Regions from separate parts of the Oncorhynchus kisutch genome. Here region 2 is linked to region 1. Evidence: chromatin contacts called from public Hi-C data. All regions are on one chromosome and are shown on one strand. The core of a region is the stretch at or near the end of the contact, and the rest is flanking DNA. Distances in the headings are between cores, read along the strand shown.

Region 1 (7,802 bases), core at 3,859-6,358:
TGCCATGTTGTGGACACCGTCTTGCTTCCGGACAAGCTAAACACCTTTGTCTGCTTTAAGGATAACACAGTGCCACTGACGCGACCCGCTACCAAGGACTGTGGGCTGTCCTTCTCCGTGGCCGACGTGAGTAAGACATTTAAGCATGTTAACCCTCGCAAGGCTGCCGGCCCAGACGGCATCCCTAGCCGCGTCCTCGGAGCATGCGCAGACCAGCTGGCTGGAGTGTTTACGGACACATTCAATCTCTCCCTATCCCAGTCTGCTGTCCCCACTTGCTTCAAGATGTCCACTATTGTTCCTGTACCCAAGAAAGCAAAGGTAACTAAACTAAATGACTATCGCCCCGTAGCACTCCTTTCATCAATAACTGCTTTGAGAGGCTACTTCAGACCCACTACAATTTGCTTACCGCCCCAATAGATCCAGACGATGCAATCGCATTGCACACTGCCCTAGCCCATATAGACAAGAGGAATACCTATGTAAGAATGCTGTTCATTGACATTAGCTCAGCATTCAATACCATAGTACCCTCCAAGCTCATCATTAAGTTATGGGCCATGGGTCTGAACCCAGCCCTGTGCAACTGGGTCCTGGACTTCTTGATGTGCCGCCCCCAGGTGGTTAAAGTAGGAAACAACACCTCCACTTCGCTGATCCTCAACACACGGTCCCCACAAGGGTGCGTGCTCAGCCACCTCCTGTTCTCCTGGTTGACTCATGACTGCGTGGCCACCCACGCCTCCAACTCGATCATCAAGTTCGCAGGCGACACAATAGTAGTAGGCTTGATTACCAACAATGACGAGCCAGCCTACAGGGAGGAGGTGAGGGCCCCGGGAAAGTGGTGCCAGGAAAATAACCTCTCACTCAATGTCTAAAAAACAAAGACACTGATTGTGGACTTCAGGAAACAGCAGAGGGAGCACGCACTATCCACATTTATAAGCCCACAGTGGAGAAGGTGGAAAGCTTCAAGTTGCTCGAGGTACACATCACTGACAAACTGAAATGGTCCACCCACACAGACAGTGTGGTGAAGAAGGCGCAGCAGCGCCTCTTCAACCTCAGGAGGCTGAAGAAATGTGGCATGGCCCCTAAAACCCTCAACATTTAGATGCACAATTGAGAGCATCTTGTCAGGCTGTATCACCGCCTGGTATGGCAACTGCACAGCCCAGAACTGCAGGGCTCTCCAGAGGGTGGTGCGGTCTGCCTAACGCAACACTGGGGGCAAACTACCTGCCCTCCAGGCACCTACAGCACCCGATGTCAAAGGAAGGCCAAAAAAATCAAGGGCATCAACCACCACAGCCACGGCCTGTTCACCTCGCTATCATCCAGAAGGCGAGAACAGTACAGGTGCATCAGAAGCTGTTTTTCAGTCTCTCTGTCATAGGTTTATCGTAAGGTCATCAGACTGTTAAATATTCATCACTAGCCGGCATCCACCCGGTTACGCAACCCTTCACATTACAGGCTGCTGCCCTATATATAAAGACTTGGAATCACTGGCCACTTTAATACCGTTTAAATAATGTTTACATACTGCTTTACTGATCTCATACTGTATTCGATTCTACTGTATTTTAGTCAATGCCTCTCTGACATTAGTCGATCTAACATTTATATATTTCTTAGTTCCATTCTTCTAATTTTAGATTTGTGTGTATTGTTGTGAATTGTTTTTTAGATACTACTGCACTGTTAGTTACTACTGCACTGTTGGAGCTAGGAACACAAGCATTTCGCAATAACATTAGCTAAATATGTGTATGTGACCAATAAAATTTGATATAATTCAATTATTTTGTGGAATTCCGGGTCTGGCAGTGTTTGGAACTGCCCATCTGCGTTTGAGAATGTCGAGTTCATCTCAGCCTATGCTGCCCTTCAGTCCCTTGACGAACAATATGTGTCTGCACTGCACATTAATATTACATAAATACATTTTTATTGGAGAACATTCAAAAGCAGACATGGATCACCCCAAAGAACACTGCTACCCCAGCTGCTCTTTCTTCATCTAACTATGTTTTCTCTCATAGTCCGAGAGCATCTGGTGGTTGCAGTGGCACAGGTCTACTTATTTCTCCTAAATGGAGAGTCTCTTTTCTCCCCCTCTCACCTGTCCGTCTCCTCATTTGAATTCCATGCTGTCACTTGTCCACTCAAACTTAACATTATTGTCATCTATTGCTCACCAGGTTCCCTCAGAGAGTTCCTTAATGAGCTTGACACTTTGATAAGCTAATTTCCTAACGATGGTTCACCGCTCTTATTACTTGGCGACTTCAACCTCCAAACGTCTGCCTTTGATTCATTTCTTTCCAACTCTTTAAATTCCATGCCTCTTTTTAAATCACCCTTACCCAATCCCCTCCAACTCACAAGGCAGGCACTACGCTTGACCTCATCTTTACTTGAGGCTGCTCGCCTACTAATCACACTGCAACCCCCCCCCCCCCCCCCCCCCCCCCCCAGGTCTCTCTGATCACTACTTTGTTTATTTTTCTGTCTCCCTTTCCTCCAACCATAACCACTCAGCCCCTACCCACATGGTCATGCGCCTTCGTAATGTTTGCTCTCTCTCTCACGACTCTTTTCTCTTCTATCCTATTATCTCTCCCTTCTGCTAAATCCTCCTGATTCTGCCTCTTCAAACCTACTCTCCTCCCTTTCCACATCCTATGACTCACACTGTCCCCTTTCCTCCCGGCCGGCTCGGCCCTCCTCTTCTGCTCTATGGCAGAGTGATTCGTTGCGAGCTTACAGAACAGGGACCCGGGCAGCTGAGTGTAAATGGAGGAAAGCTAAACTTCTGGAGGACCTATCATCCTTTCACTCCCTCCTCTCTACCTTTTCTTCCTCTGTATCCGCTGCTAAAGCAGCTTTCTACCACTCTAAATGTCAAGCTTCTGCCTCTAACCATAGGAAACTCTTTTCGACTCTCTCCTCCCTCCTTCACCCTCCACCGCTCCCCTCCCTCCGCGGACGACTTTGTCAACCACTTTGAAAAAAAGGTTGACATCCACCACTCATTCACTCAGCCTATGGAGTCCACTGGTCTCACTCACACAGAACTGTCCTACACCTTGACCTCTTTCTCCCCTCTCTCTCCAGACAACATCCTGCGACTAGTGAGGTCTGGCCGCCCAACAACCTGCTCACTCGACCCCATCCACTCCTCCCTTCTCAGACCATCTCTGGAGACCTTCTCCCATTCCTTACTTCCCTCATCTCATTCCTGACCACTGGCTGCATCCCCTCTGACTTCAAAATGGCCCGAGTTGCTCCCCTCAAGAAATCAACACTCGACTCGTCTGATGCCAAAAACTATAGACCTGTATCCCTTTATTTTCTTTCCAAAACACTTAAGTGTGCTGTCTCTGATACAGTTTCTCGTTATCGCTCTCAGAACGATCTTCTTGACCCTAACCAGTCAAGCTTCAAGATGGGTCACTCAACTGAGACTGCTCTTCTCTGTGTCACGAAGGCTCTCCGCATTGCCAAAGCTGACTCTCTCCTCTGTTCTCATCCTCCTAGATCTATCTGCTGCCGTCGACACTGTGAACCCTCAGCTCCTCCTGTCCACCCTCTCAGGGATGGGTGTCTCAGGCTATGCACACTCTTGGCTCTGTGATATCCTCACATGGTCTCTCCTATCATTGCTATGCGTATGACACTCAATTACTTTTCTCCTTTCCCCTTTCTGACACCCAGGTCGTGACACGCATCTCTGCGTACCTGGCAGATGGGGTGGCAGGTAGCCAAGTGGTTAGAGCGTTGGGCCAGTAACCAGAAGGTGCTAGATTGAATCCCCGAGCTGACAAGGTATAAATCTGTTGTTCTGCCCTTGAACAAGGCAGTTAACCCACTGTAAATAAGAATTTGTTCTTAACTGACTTGTCCAGTTAAACAAAGGTTAAATAAAAACATATCTCAACTTGGATGTCGGCCCAACACCTCAAGCTCAACCTCGAGAAGACGGAACTGATCTTCCTCCCGGGGAAGGCTTGCCTGCTCAAAAACCTCTCCATCACGGTTGACATCTCCACAGTGTCGCCCTCCCAGAGTGTAAGGAACCTTGGCGTGACCCTGGACAACATCCTGTCGTTCTCTGCCAACATCAAAGCAGTGACCCGCTCCTGCAGGTTCATGCTCTACAACATCCATAGAGTACGACCCTACCTCACACAGGAAATGGCGCAGGTCCTAATCCAGGCACTTGTCCTCTCCTGTCTGGACCACTGCAACTCGCTGTTGGCTGGGCTCCCCATGTGTGTGATTTACCAAGAACACAGCAGCCCACCTGCTTTTCAACCTTCCCAAGTAATCTCATTTCACCCTGCTCCTCCGCATACTCCACTGGCTTCCAGTTGAAAGCTCACATCTACTACAAGACCATGGTGCTTAGCTATAGAACAGCAAGAGTAATTGCCCCTCCCTAACTTCAGGCTATGCTTTAACCCTGCACCACAACCCGAGTACTCCATTCTGCCACCTCGGGTCTCTTGGCCCACCCAGCTCCCTCTCAGCCCTGTCCAAGCTCTTCTCTGTCCTGGCACCCCAATGTTGGAACCTGCTTCCCCCTGAAGCTAGGAGGGCAAAGTCCCTGCCCATCTTCCTAGAACATCTGAAACTAGGGATGCACTGATATTAAATGTTTGGCCGATACAAAAAAAACCTATACCGATATTTACAATTTGAGGCCTTTTAAGCTTTCTCGTACAGTTAAATAGTTAACACACACACTGACCAAAATGCTATTTTATTGGCATTTATGTATGTCCCCATTACCAGCGACGTGACGGACTTTAGCCCACTGCCCCAGAGTAGAGCATAATGGAATCCGCTCACGAATCAACATTTTTGGATGAGGATTCGTGGCAAAAATTCCTTTCGAATTTACACGCATTCTCCCAGTAAAACACATGGGAAAGCATGTCACTTTTGAGAAATTACGTTGTTTTTTTAACAGACAGGCGAAGTGAAATACACTGTTTAAACTGTAAGACAGATTTTGATAACATCCATTGGACCAGACCACTGAATGTTTGAATTCAGCATCAACACACAGACCGCAGCTCTAGCTGTCTGAGCTGGCATTATGGTATACGCTCGCATCCCTACATCCTCCTGCCTGATTGAAACTGTTTTGTACAGGCTACAGAGGCTAGCTAGTGTGAAAGCCGCAGCATGAGGAACGACGTGTGTCTGCACTGCACGTTCTTAATATTACATGAATGTATTTTTATTAGAGAACATTCAAAAGCAACAACTGAGGCACTGGCTGCCAGATTTTAGGACGATGGAAATTTAATAACGACGATGAAATTCTCTGCTTCGACCGCAATAGACGTTGACATCAAGAAGCAACTTCCTCAGGTTCTTTACCCGAAATAAAACCATTCTCTGGACAGGCTACACCGGCCTGTGCAGATTCTCCCAGTCATGGCTCTGGTTACTTTGCAGCGCTCCCCTACCCCAAGCGCTGCATCCACAGCCAGCACTACCACCACCAACGTGGGGGAGGTAAGTTTGGAAATAGCTGGAGAGACGTTCTAGAAACGTCAAGAAAGCGCGTAAGAAAACACCGAGGATACGTGGGAGTAACATAGGTAGGCCTTGTAGCTAGTGTTTTGTAGCGACGGGATAAGCTAGTTTAGTACTAGGCTCAACTCCATCACTAGCAAGGTAGCTAGCTGTTTGGAAAAGCGAGCAAGCAAAGTTGCATCTCAGTAGCAATGCTATTGCTAGCCAGTAAAGTTATTAGGTAGCTACCCAACTAACCCACAATACACGCAGGTTACCTAGTTAGCTAGCGTGTACTTATTTTCTTTAACTAATTAGCAATTGATTTAACGTTAACATATTAATGACCAACATTAGCTAGCTACCACTTGCCATTTCCAAATTACTATAGCATTAGGTACCTAGTTTGCATTCTTATCATGCATAGGTACCTTGTTATTTTATCACTGAGTATGTATCAAACATAATTGTATTGCACACAACGTTGTTACAAGCTTGAGCTTTAAAACCCACAACTAGCTAGTTCGCTCGTTAAATGGAAGTGCTTTTAAACAAGGTCTGTGCTGTTTTCTTCTCTATCCTGCTGGTGAATGTAGTAAACTAGCTTGCTAGCCAGCTAACACATTTTGTGTGTGTGTGTGTGTAACGGTACTGCAGTGGTGGCATAAAATCTGGTAGACCAAAATGTTGGCTAGCTAAATGTTAGCTACTTTTGCCAAAACCAGTGTTATTATGGACAGTATGTAATGTTCTATATACTGATTTATATAATGTCTTCTAAAGGAACTGTCAATGAGGTGAAATGTGGCATAACTTCATACAGCCATGTCATGTGGTAGAGGCTTTGTAATCTGACAATACAGACACAGCCATCTTGAACACTTCAAAGATGACAAAGCGACTCATGTTACTGCTCCTTGTGTTGAAGTGTTTTATTTGTTAGCTGAACCATGAGTCCGTATTAACTTTAGCCAATGCTTTAATCCCATCTCAAAATGCAAGGTAATTCTAAACAATAACATGACCATTTTTTGATATTTCAAAATATAACAGTTAAGCCTACACAAATCACCCCAATGGAATGTGATGTAACTCATATAGAAATGATAGTTAGTCAAAGTACTGTTTTTGAATTGATAGTACACCTCGACCAGTTGGGGGTGCTAACTGTTAATATAAACTGTAGTCATGTAAAACTCAACAAAGACACTAGCCTCCAGGAGGAAGGAAGGAAGGTTGTATGTCTCCACTAGGCACTAGCCCTTACTGAGGAGTAGAGGGTGGATGTTCTCATCTTTGATACAAAATCATCGTTATATCAAGAACTGGGACCATAGCATTAGCTGATCTTTATTTTCTTTCATTAGACTTCTTCTTTGCCTTAAAATAGTGAGTCATTGGGCCTGACTCATTACACCTGCAATTTGAAAAAGAGATGTGTCAAAAGAAACACGTTTGTCATGAGGATGGCGATAGTTGAGCTGGCATGACAGAGGACTGGCCTTCCCTGTCACTCACTTTCCATGCAGGCTGGAATTGACTGACTGGCTGCCTCGTTGCTCCCAGGGCTCTGCCCAGGGCCCTGTCTGATGAGGAGCAGCCAAGCCCCTCAGGAGGCTGCTGCAGCTATGATGTCATTCTCACATGAACGGTGGAGGGAATGAGAAGTGGAGGGAAAGCATTGAGGGGAGGACGGTGGTGGGGTAACAACATGGTAGCTGTTGTGACGGTGGAAGGTAGGCTACATGAATTTGCCATGAATAGCAAAAGTGAAATATAGCTATTAGCCCTACATGTAGCGCTGGAAATTGCCAGGGACCACATGATGCAATATTATCACGATCGCAATATGTATTGCGATTCTATATACACTACCGTTCAAAAGTTTGGGGTCACTTAGAAATGTCCTTGTTTTTGAAAGAGAACCACTTCTTTTTTTGTCCTTTAAATAGTACCCTAAAAACACCAGTCTCAACGTGAAGAGGCGACTCCGGGATGCTGGCCTTCTAGGTAGAGTTGCAAAGAAAAAAACATATCTCAGACTGGCCAATAAAAATAAAAGATTAAGATGTGCAAAAGAACAGACACTGGACAGAGGAACTCTGACTAGAAGGCCAGCCTCCTGGAGTCCCCTCTTCACTGTTGAGGTTGAGACTGGTGTCTTGTGAGTACTATTTAATGAAGCTGCCAGTTGAGGACTTGCGAGGCGTCTGTTTCTTAAACGAGACACAAATGTACTTGTCCTCTTGCTCAGTTGTGCAACT
Region 2 (7,802 bases), core at 1,817-4,316, 150 kb after region 1:
CCACCTGGGTGGCTTGTACGGGTTCTTGTGGCATTGTCCTGTGTGCTGCCCAGAGAAGGACCAATGGAATTGTGTTCTATGTAGCTGGTAAACATTTCCACACTTTTAGCAGTGTATCAGCCTTGTTCCGCCTTTGATTTGAGGTGTTTGTGCTGTCATAAACCCCAATGTTGAACCGTGCCCTTGTGTTCAGGGTGTGTGTGTGTCAGGATGCTCACTATTCACCACTTCATTGGCCCATATCCATACAGCCAACCAGAGGGTGAGTAACAGGGGTGTGTCTGAAACCATTTTGACTGTTGGTTGACAAGAAGTAACATGGAGAAGGAAGGCTTTCAGGATGTGTGAATTTGTCTCGTATGTCTTTGTCCTGGTTGGAGTTTTTTTTCTCCAGATAATGCGAGGGGATTTTTAGATGATTATATGGATTCACCATAGGGTGTGACCAAGGTTTTGGCCTATGATAACAGAATTGGGTGGTATGGTGATGTTAATATACTGTGCGTTTTATCCTGTGCTTCCTTCTCCGGCTCTCCCGTTGCAGATATCCCACTATGTACTTCCTTATCAGGATTTGAAATAGTTTCCCCTTAAATACATGGTCACATCACTAGAGAATCAGAGGAACAAGGAGTCGTTTGGATTGTCCGAATATTTGATGGTGTTGCCAACTGCAATAATAGTTCTGTTGTCATGCTATTTTTGTTATGCCTTTTTTTTTCAGCGGGAGGGTAGGTTAGGTTTACGGTTGAGTTTGTTAGCCTTTAAAGTTTGTTGCCACTGAAGATCAGAAATGCCAGAGTTGTGCACAGGAAGTGCTTAATGATGACTACGGTTTGAGAATGGTGAGTTATTTAGCAGGAGAGAGTGGATAGGCACCCTGAGAGGAACTTTGACAGTGGGTTTTGGCATAGAAAGCACTGAGAAATGTATGCTTATATCAATCACTCCATCCTGGCCTCACAGAATCTAAGATTACATCCGAGGATGCAATTTTACTCTAAATATGCATCGTCTGGTATTCTGTAATATTTTATTGGGGTTGAGAATTACTTCAATGTGTTCTACTGTGCTGTAGAGATATGAATCTGTCAGGGGAGGATGTCTTGGACTTTGTCCTGTACTGCCCTGTAAGTCCTTCTCCTCAGCCTCCTTGGTCTACTCAAGGCAGCGAGACCTGTGATGTTTGGAATATTGGTGAATAGCTATTCAAAGGGACACTGTAGGTTGGAGAAATATGCTGTAGAGAGATGTATGTGATGTTTGAAATAAAGGCCTAGAAAATGATTTAAAGCTTTGTAAATATTTGTTTTCATTGTTTTGGGCTGCAGTGTGTTTGGGAGTTGGGTTCTGGTGGGTTTTGAACGTTACCTCTTGTCTGCATTCCTTGTCCTAATGCGTCATGACTGAACAGAATCTCCATTCTATCACAGGTATTATAAATACAAAAAGAGAAATTAATAACAGAAGAAAAACAAACAAGGATTCAGCCTCTTGTGGAGGTCTGTCGAGCATTTTTGTTCATTTTTTTTCTGCTTCAAGTATCAGACTTATCGATTATCAGAAAAATGAATAAAGAAAAAGAAAAATATGTGTATTCTGTTGTCAAGTTAATGAGTGATGCAGAGGACTGAGCAAACATGAGCTGACCATCTTCAAACAAGCAATATCTGAGATGCAGTTCATTTGGAAAGTATTCACATCCCTCAAGTTTTTCCACATTTGGTTACGTTACAGCCTTAATCTAAAGTGGATTGAGTCGTTTTAACCCCTCAATCTACACACAATACCCTATGAAAAAGCACCAAACAGGTTTGTAGAATTATTATTTTTTAAATACATTTGCTAAACTATCATATTTACATAAGTATTCAAACCTTTTACTTTGAAGCACCTATGGCGGCGATTACAGCCTCGAGTCTTTGATATGAGGCCAAGCTTAGTAAACCTGTATTTGGAGTTTCTCTCATTCTCTGCAAATCCTCAAGTTCTGTGGTTGGATGGGCAATGCTGCACAGCTATTTTCAAATCTCTCCAGATGTTCGATCGGGTTTAAGTCTGGGCTCTGGCTGAGCTACTCAAGGACATTGAGACTTGTCCTGAAGCCACATCTGTGTTGTCTTGGCTGTGTGCTTAGGGTTGTTGTCATGTTTTGGAAGGTGAACCTTCGCCCCAGTCTGAGGTCCTGAGCGCTCTAGAGCAGGTTTTCATCAAGGATCTCTCTACTTTGCTCCGTTCATCTTTCCCTCGATCCTGACTAGTCTCCCAGTCCCTGCTGCTGAAAAACATCCCCATAGCATGATGCTGCCACCACCATGCTTCACCTTAGGGATGGTGCAGGTTTCCTCCAGATGTGATGCTTGGCATTCAGGCCCCAGAGTTCAATCTTGGTTTCATCAGACCAGAGAATCATCTTTCTCATGGTCAGAGTCCTTTAGGTGCCTTTCGGCAAACTCCAAGCGGGCGGTCTTGCCTTTTACTGAGGAGTGGCAGGGCGGCCAGATCAGTTGGCCGGGTGGCAAGCTCTAGGAAGAGTCTTGGTGGTTCCAAACATCTCCCATTTAAGAATTATGGAGGCCACTGTGTTCTTGGACCTTCAATGCTGCAGACATTTTTGGTACACTTTCCCCAGATCTGTGCCTCGACACAATCCTGTCTCGGAGCTTTACGAGGAATTATTTCTACCTCATGGTTTGGTTTTTGCTCTGACATATACTGTCAACTGTGGGAAATTATACAGACAGGTGTGTGTGCCTTTCCAAATCGGGTCCAATCAATTGACTTTACCACAAGTGTACTCCATTCAAGTTGTTGAAACAACTCAAGGATGATCAATGGAAATAGAATGCACCTGACCTTTAATTTTGTCATCGCAAAGGGTCTGAATACTTATGTAAGGTATTTCATTTGTACCTTTTTTCTTTACATTTGCACACATTTCTAAACCTGTTTTCGCTTTGTCCATTATGGGGTATTGTGTTTAGAAACAATTTAGACTTTTACAATAAATTCATTTTAGAATAAGGTTGTAACGTAATAAATGGGAAGGTGTCTGAATACTTTACTAATGCACTGCATGTCAAGTTAAGTGTACGCTCATATACTTCTCACATACTTGCTATTCTTTATCAAGAGATTCTAGCTTTCCTTGTATCTGAAACCCATGTATGCCACCATACCCCATTCCTCATTTGTAAGTGTAACACTTGTCAGTGTTGTATTTTTTTAAGCAGCTTCACTTCTGTGAAAGGCAGCATGCTTCCTGTATTCCTCACAGATCAGCCAATGTCTCGCTTCTTGTTTGACGGTGAACAATCTGCTGGTTGAGGGGCCAATATACCACAAAACAAGACTTCTCCTCCAGCATTTGGGTAAGTGTCATAGCAGTGGGGTGATCAGTCGTGTTGGGCTGCATGAGCTAGTATACAGTTTCTGCAAAGTCTCCACTTTCTAAAAGAACCTGTAATTAGATTGATTTGTTTTTTTTCTGAAATGCTGAGGAAGCGTTGCAACATCACTGATGGGGTGGATTTAGATGTATTGCAGATCATTATCTGTCAGTCACTGTCACATTTTTTGTAAAGGAATTTGAGCCATTTACACAGGCTCAAAGTGATGTTGATGAGCAACACCATCTTAAATATTAAGCAAATGTATACCGTATTATTACAAGTATTGGGTATTTGTGCATGACAGTGCTGGCATTTCGGTGCAGTGTTCTGTAATGTATCACACTAGATTACAGAAGGTCAAGTTACTTTTCACACTTTGTCTCATAGCACTTATCACATTGGTTCTTCCTTAGCGCATGCTAAGGTAGTGTAAAACAGGAAGGCTTGAATTGGGCATAGCTATGCCTCATAGTTTTGTGATGAATGTCTGAGTTGTACCATTTGTTTCCTTGAACATAGTCTTTACATTTTTGCTGATATCATTTCCCTTCGCAGATTTGCCACCATGTTTACCCCAAAGCCTGGGAGATTTCCAGCTCTTGTGTTCCTTCTGGTTCTGTCAAGCAAGGCGGTCTCAAGATGTCTACTTAGCCACGGGGAGGTAGCAACCCATGGACCCCAGGAGTCGAACCTGTATGAGCTACCACCTCAAACAACGCCCCCTGTAGCCCTCACCAAAGACCTGACCAAAAACGCAACAGAAGTCTCCGTTACCCAGCAAACAATGAGAACTGAAACCTCAGAGACAGACCATGAGCCTGAGCTCTCCCACACCACTGTGAGAGTTAAACAAACACCTGTCCCATCCGCCCTGCATCCACCCAACCCTACCAGTGCCATCAACTCCTTCACAGAAGGGACAGCAAAATCCTCCATTCCAGGAAGCGTCAGTGTCTCGAACAGAGTGACATGCCCGACCATGACCCCTAAGGGGAGAGGGCTGGTAGGTCAGTGCCTGATCATCATCGCTGTGCTGGCTGCTGTGATAATAATGTTCATTGTCAGCACCGTCATCCTCTTGACCAAGCTGAGGGGCAGCAGATACAGACACAGGGCCCAGCAGCTGCAGGGACAGGGCACAGAGATGGTGTGCATCTCAGCAGTGGTCCCCACCAGAACCACTTATGGAGGCCAGGGGAGATACAGATGCCCCACAAGCAACATCACCCTAATGCCCAGCACAGAGGACAGCGAGGGGGACAATCTCACTCTCAACAGCTTCATCCCAGATGTTGACGGATGCTTGTAACACTTCACAGTCAAACTCGCAATTCACAATAACACACTTTCGCTTTGTCAGCTACATAGCAAATGTTTTGTACTTATACAGAAAAAGAAGTGCCTTGCTTATCTCACTGTTATTCTAATGAGAAATACACATCTATCACTATTGTGAAGCATGTGTATACCTGACCTTCCCTGTACATACTGAATAAAAACATTTTTTAAATGTTTCTGTCGTACTGAATTCTTCAACCTCTATCGAATCTTATTACAACAATGCTGAGGCAAGAGGTGCTCCAAACAGCCATGGGCAAAACTGAAGCCCTGCAGCGCCAGCAGGGATGTAAGTTCTGAGGCACATGTTTGTAGCTGACTGTACATTTTCTGTTAGGTTTGTACATGTGTGATATGATGAAAGACGGGCCCTCTCTGTGAGCTGGTCTTGTAGGCTGTGTGGAGATGGGCTGTAATCTGGAGCACATAATTAGAGATCTCTGTGAGAAGCAGGGGGAAAATAGGGACTCGCCCTGTGGAGAACATAAAATCCCACTGTCAACGTACAAAAAGTGGTCTTGTCCATTTTAGAGAATACTGATTCAACTGTGTGTAATGGCAAGGGGGAAGTGAGTACTTTGTATTTGATATTGAAGAAAGTACTGCAAATGTTGTGCTACTCCAGTACTTTAATCCTGCACTAACATTGACCACATTTCGGCTGAATTTTGTGTTTGACCTAATCGCTCAACTTTCAGAATTGCAGCATGAACCAATAACTCGGTGATTGTGAACAAATAGGTAAATATCAATATGTAGTGGACAAAGATGTTCCCCTCATAAATATCTCCATCATATTTAAGGTTTAGGAGCAAACAAGGAAGATACATGCAGTACGGCAGCCCCTAACTGTCCCTCCTTTCTAGACTGGCCAAAGCATCCACCATGATCCCACTTCTGGGAGAGGAGGATTTTGGGGGGAGTTATGTAAAGCGGTACGGGGAGGGGATGGAAATGGGAGGGATGGACGTCTTTCTGCAATCAGCAGGCTTTTTTAGAACTGGAGAAACAACTTTCAGTATACTGGAAGTTACAGGAGAGGGTGGCAACTTGGACGCTCCCTCTTCCCCCCCCCCCCTCAATTTTCTTCTGCTCTCTCTCTCCCTCTCTCTGCTGTTAGAATCCCTCTACCATTCAGTCCAGAGGAGACACTTCAGCCAGACAGCATCTGTAAGTACAGACCTTTTATTTTTCGGTTTAATTCCCGGTTAGGACACAGTACTAGTCAAAAGTTTGGACACTTACTCATTCAAGGGTTTTTCTTTATTTTAACTATTTTCTACATTGTTGAATAATAGTGAAGATATCAAAACTATGATATAACACACATGGAATCATGTAGTAACCAAAAAAGTGTTAAACAAATCCAAATATATTTTAGTTTCTTCTAAAATAGCCACACTTGGCAATGAAGATAGCTTTGCACACCCTTGGCATTCTCTCAACCATCTTCATGTAGGAGGCTTTTCCAACAGTCTTGAAAGTGTTCCCACATATGCTGAGCACTTGTTGGATAGTTTTCCTTCACACTGCGGTCCAACTCATCCCAAACCATCTCAATTGAGTGATTGTGGAGGCCAGGTCATCTGATGCAGCACTCCATCACTCGCCGCCTTGGTCAAATAGCCCTTACACAGCCTGGAGGTGTGTTGGGTCATCGTCCTGTTGAAAAACAAATCCTAGTCCCACTAAGAGTAAACAAGATGGAATGGTGAATCGCTGCACAATGCTGTGATAGTCATGCTGGTTAAATGTGCCTTGAATCCTAAATAAATCAGTGTCACCAGCAAAGCACTATCCCACCTTCTCCATGCTTCACGGTGGGAACCATACATGTGGAGATCATCCGTTCACCTACTCTGCGTCTCACAAAGACACAGCGGTTGGAACCAAGAATCTCACATGAACTCATCAGACCAAAAGACAGATTTCCACCGGTCTAATGTCCATTGCCCGTGTTTCTTGGACCAAGCAAGTCTCCTCTTATTTTTGGTGTCCTTTAGTAGTGGTTTCTTTGCAGCAATTTGACCATGAAGGGCTGATTCATGCAGTCTCCTCTGAGCTGTTGTTGTCTGTTACTTGAACTCTGTGAAGCATTGATTTGGGCTGCAATTTAATGAACTTATCCTTTGCATCAGGTAACTCTTGGTCTTCCTTTCCTATGGCGGTTCTCATGAGAGCCAGTTTCGTGGTTTTTGCGACTGTACTTGAAGAAACTTTCAAAGTTCTTGACATTTTCCCAATTGACTGACCTTCATGTCTTTTCTCTTTGCTTATTTGAGCTGTTCGTGCCATAATATGGATTTGGTATTTTACCAAATAGGGCTGTCTTCTGTATACCACCCCTACCGTGTCACAACACAACTGATTGGCTCAAATGCATTAAGAAGGAAAGAAATTCCACAAATGAACTTTTAACAAGGACACCTGTTAATTAAAATGTATTCCAGGTGACTACCTCATGAAGCTGGTTGAGAGAATGCCAAGAGTGTGCAAGACTGTCATCAAGGCAAAGGGTGGCTACTTTGAAGAATTATCTCAATATATTTTGATTTGTTTTTAACACTTTTTTTGGTTACTACATTATTCAATGTGTTATTTCACAGTTTTAATGTCATGACTATTATTCTACAATGTAGAATATAGTAAAAATAAAGAAAAACCCTTGATGAGTAGGTGAGTTCCAACTTTTGACTGGTACTGTATGGGTAACAAGAATAAATGGTCGTTTTGATTGCTGTAGACTTTGTACGGTACGACAAACCTGTCAACTTAAGGACAAGAAACGGGGACAATGGGGAATGTTTTTGTTTTTAGGAAATTAAAGTTACAGGTACTGTCATGTTTCATTTGCCATACAAGATCAGTTGTGGTCTTATATTTTTGGTGAAGACATAAGAAAAGGTTTCTAAAGTGTAGATTGATGGATATGTTAATCTTTGGTTTTGAATGATCGAAGTAAGAGTCCATTTGTTTAGAAATATCAAAGTTTGAGAGGTTGAGTCCTCGAGCTAATAGAATGTTTAAAAAGATGATTATGGTGAATGTCACATTAGAAAGTTAGTCTTAATA

Evidence for each region. Hi-C and Micro-C count contacts between places; a contact is called where the count stands out from the background.
Region 2: a contact with region 1 is called in a Hi-C map of liver, with 4 times the contacts expected there. The contact joins the promoter of selplg here to the promoter of ssh1a in region 1. A contact is called at or near these places in 2 of 2 Hi-C or Micro-C datasets (liver and muscle).

Annotation. Positions count from the first base shown.
Region 1 is chrLG8:26,685,430-26,693,231 of Okis_V2, forward strand. It overlaps ssh1a (slingshot protein phosphatase 1a), which reads left to right and starts at 5,109. Exons shown (of 15, transcript XM_020490111.2): 1 at 5,109-5,538. The coding sequence starts at 5,458.
Region 2 is chrLG8:26,841,552-26,849,353 of Okis_V2, forward strand. selplg (selectin P ligand) reads left to right here and starts at 3,067. Exons shown (of 2, transcript XM_020488779.2): 1 at 3,067-3,371; 2 at 3,948-4,906. The coding sequence starts at 3,958. The coding sequence ends at 4,701. coro1ca (coronin, actin binding protein, 1Ca) reads left to right here. Exons shown (of 12, transcript XM_020490109.2): 12 at 1-1,581. tmem119a (transmembrane protein 119a) reads left to right here and starts at 5,799. Exons shown (of 2, transcript XM_031829985.1): 1 at 5,799-5,900.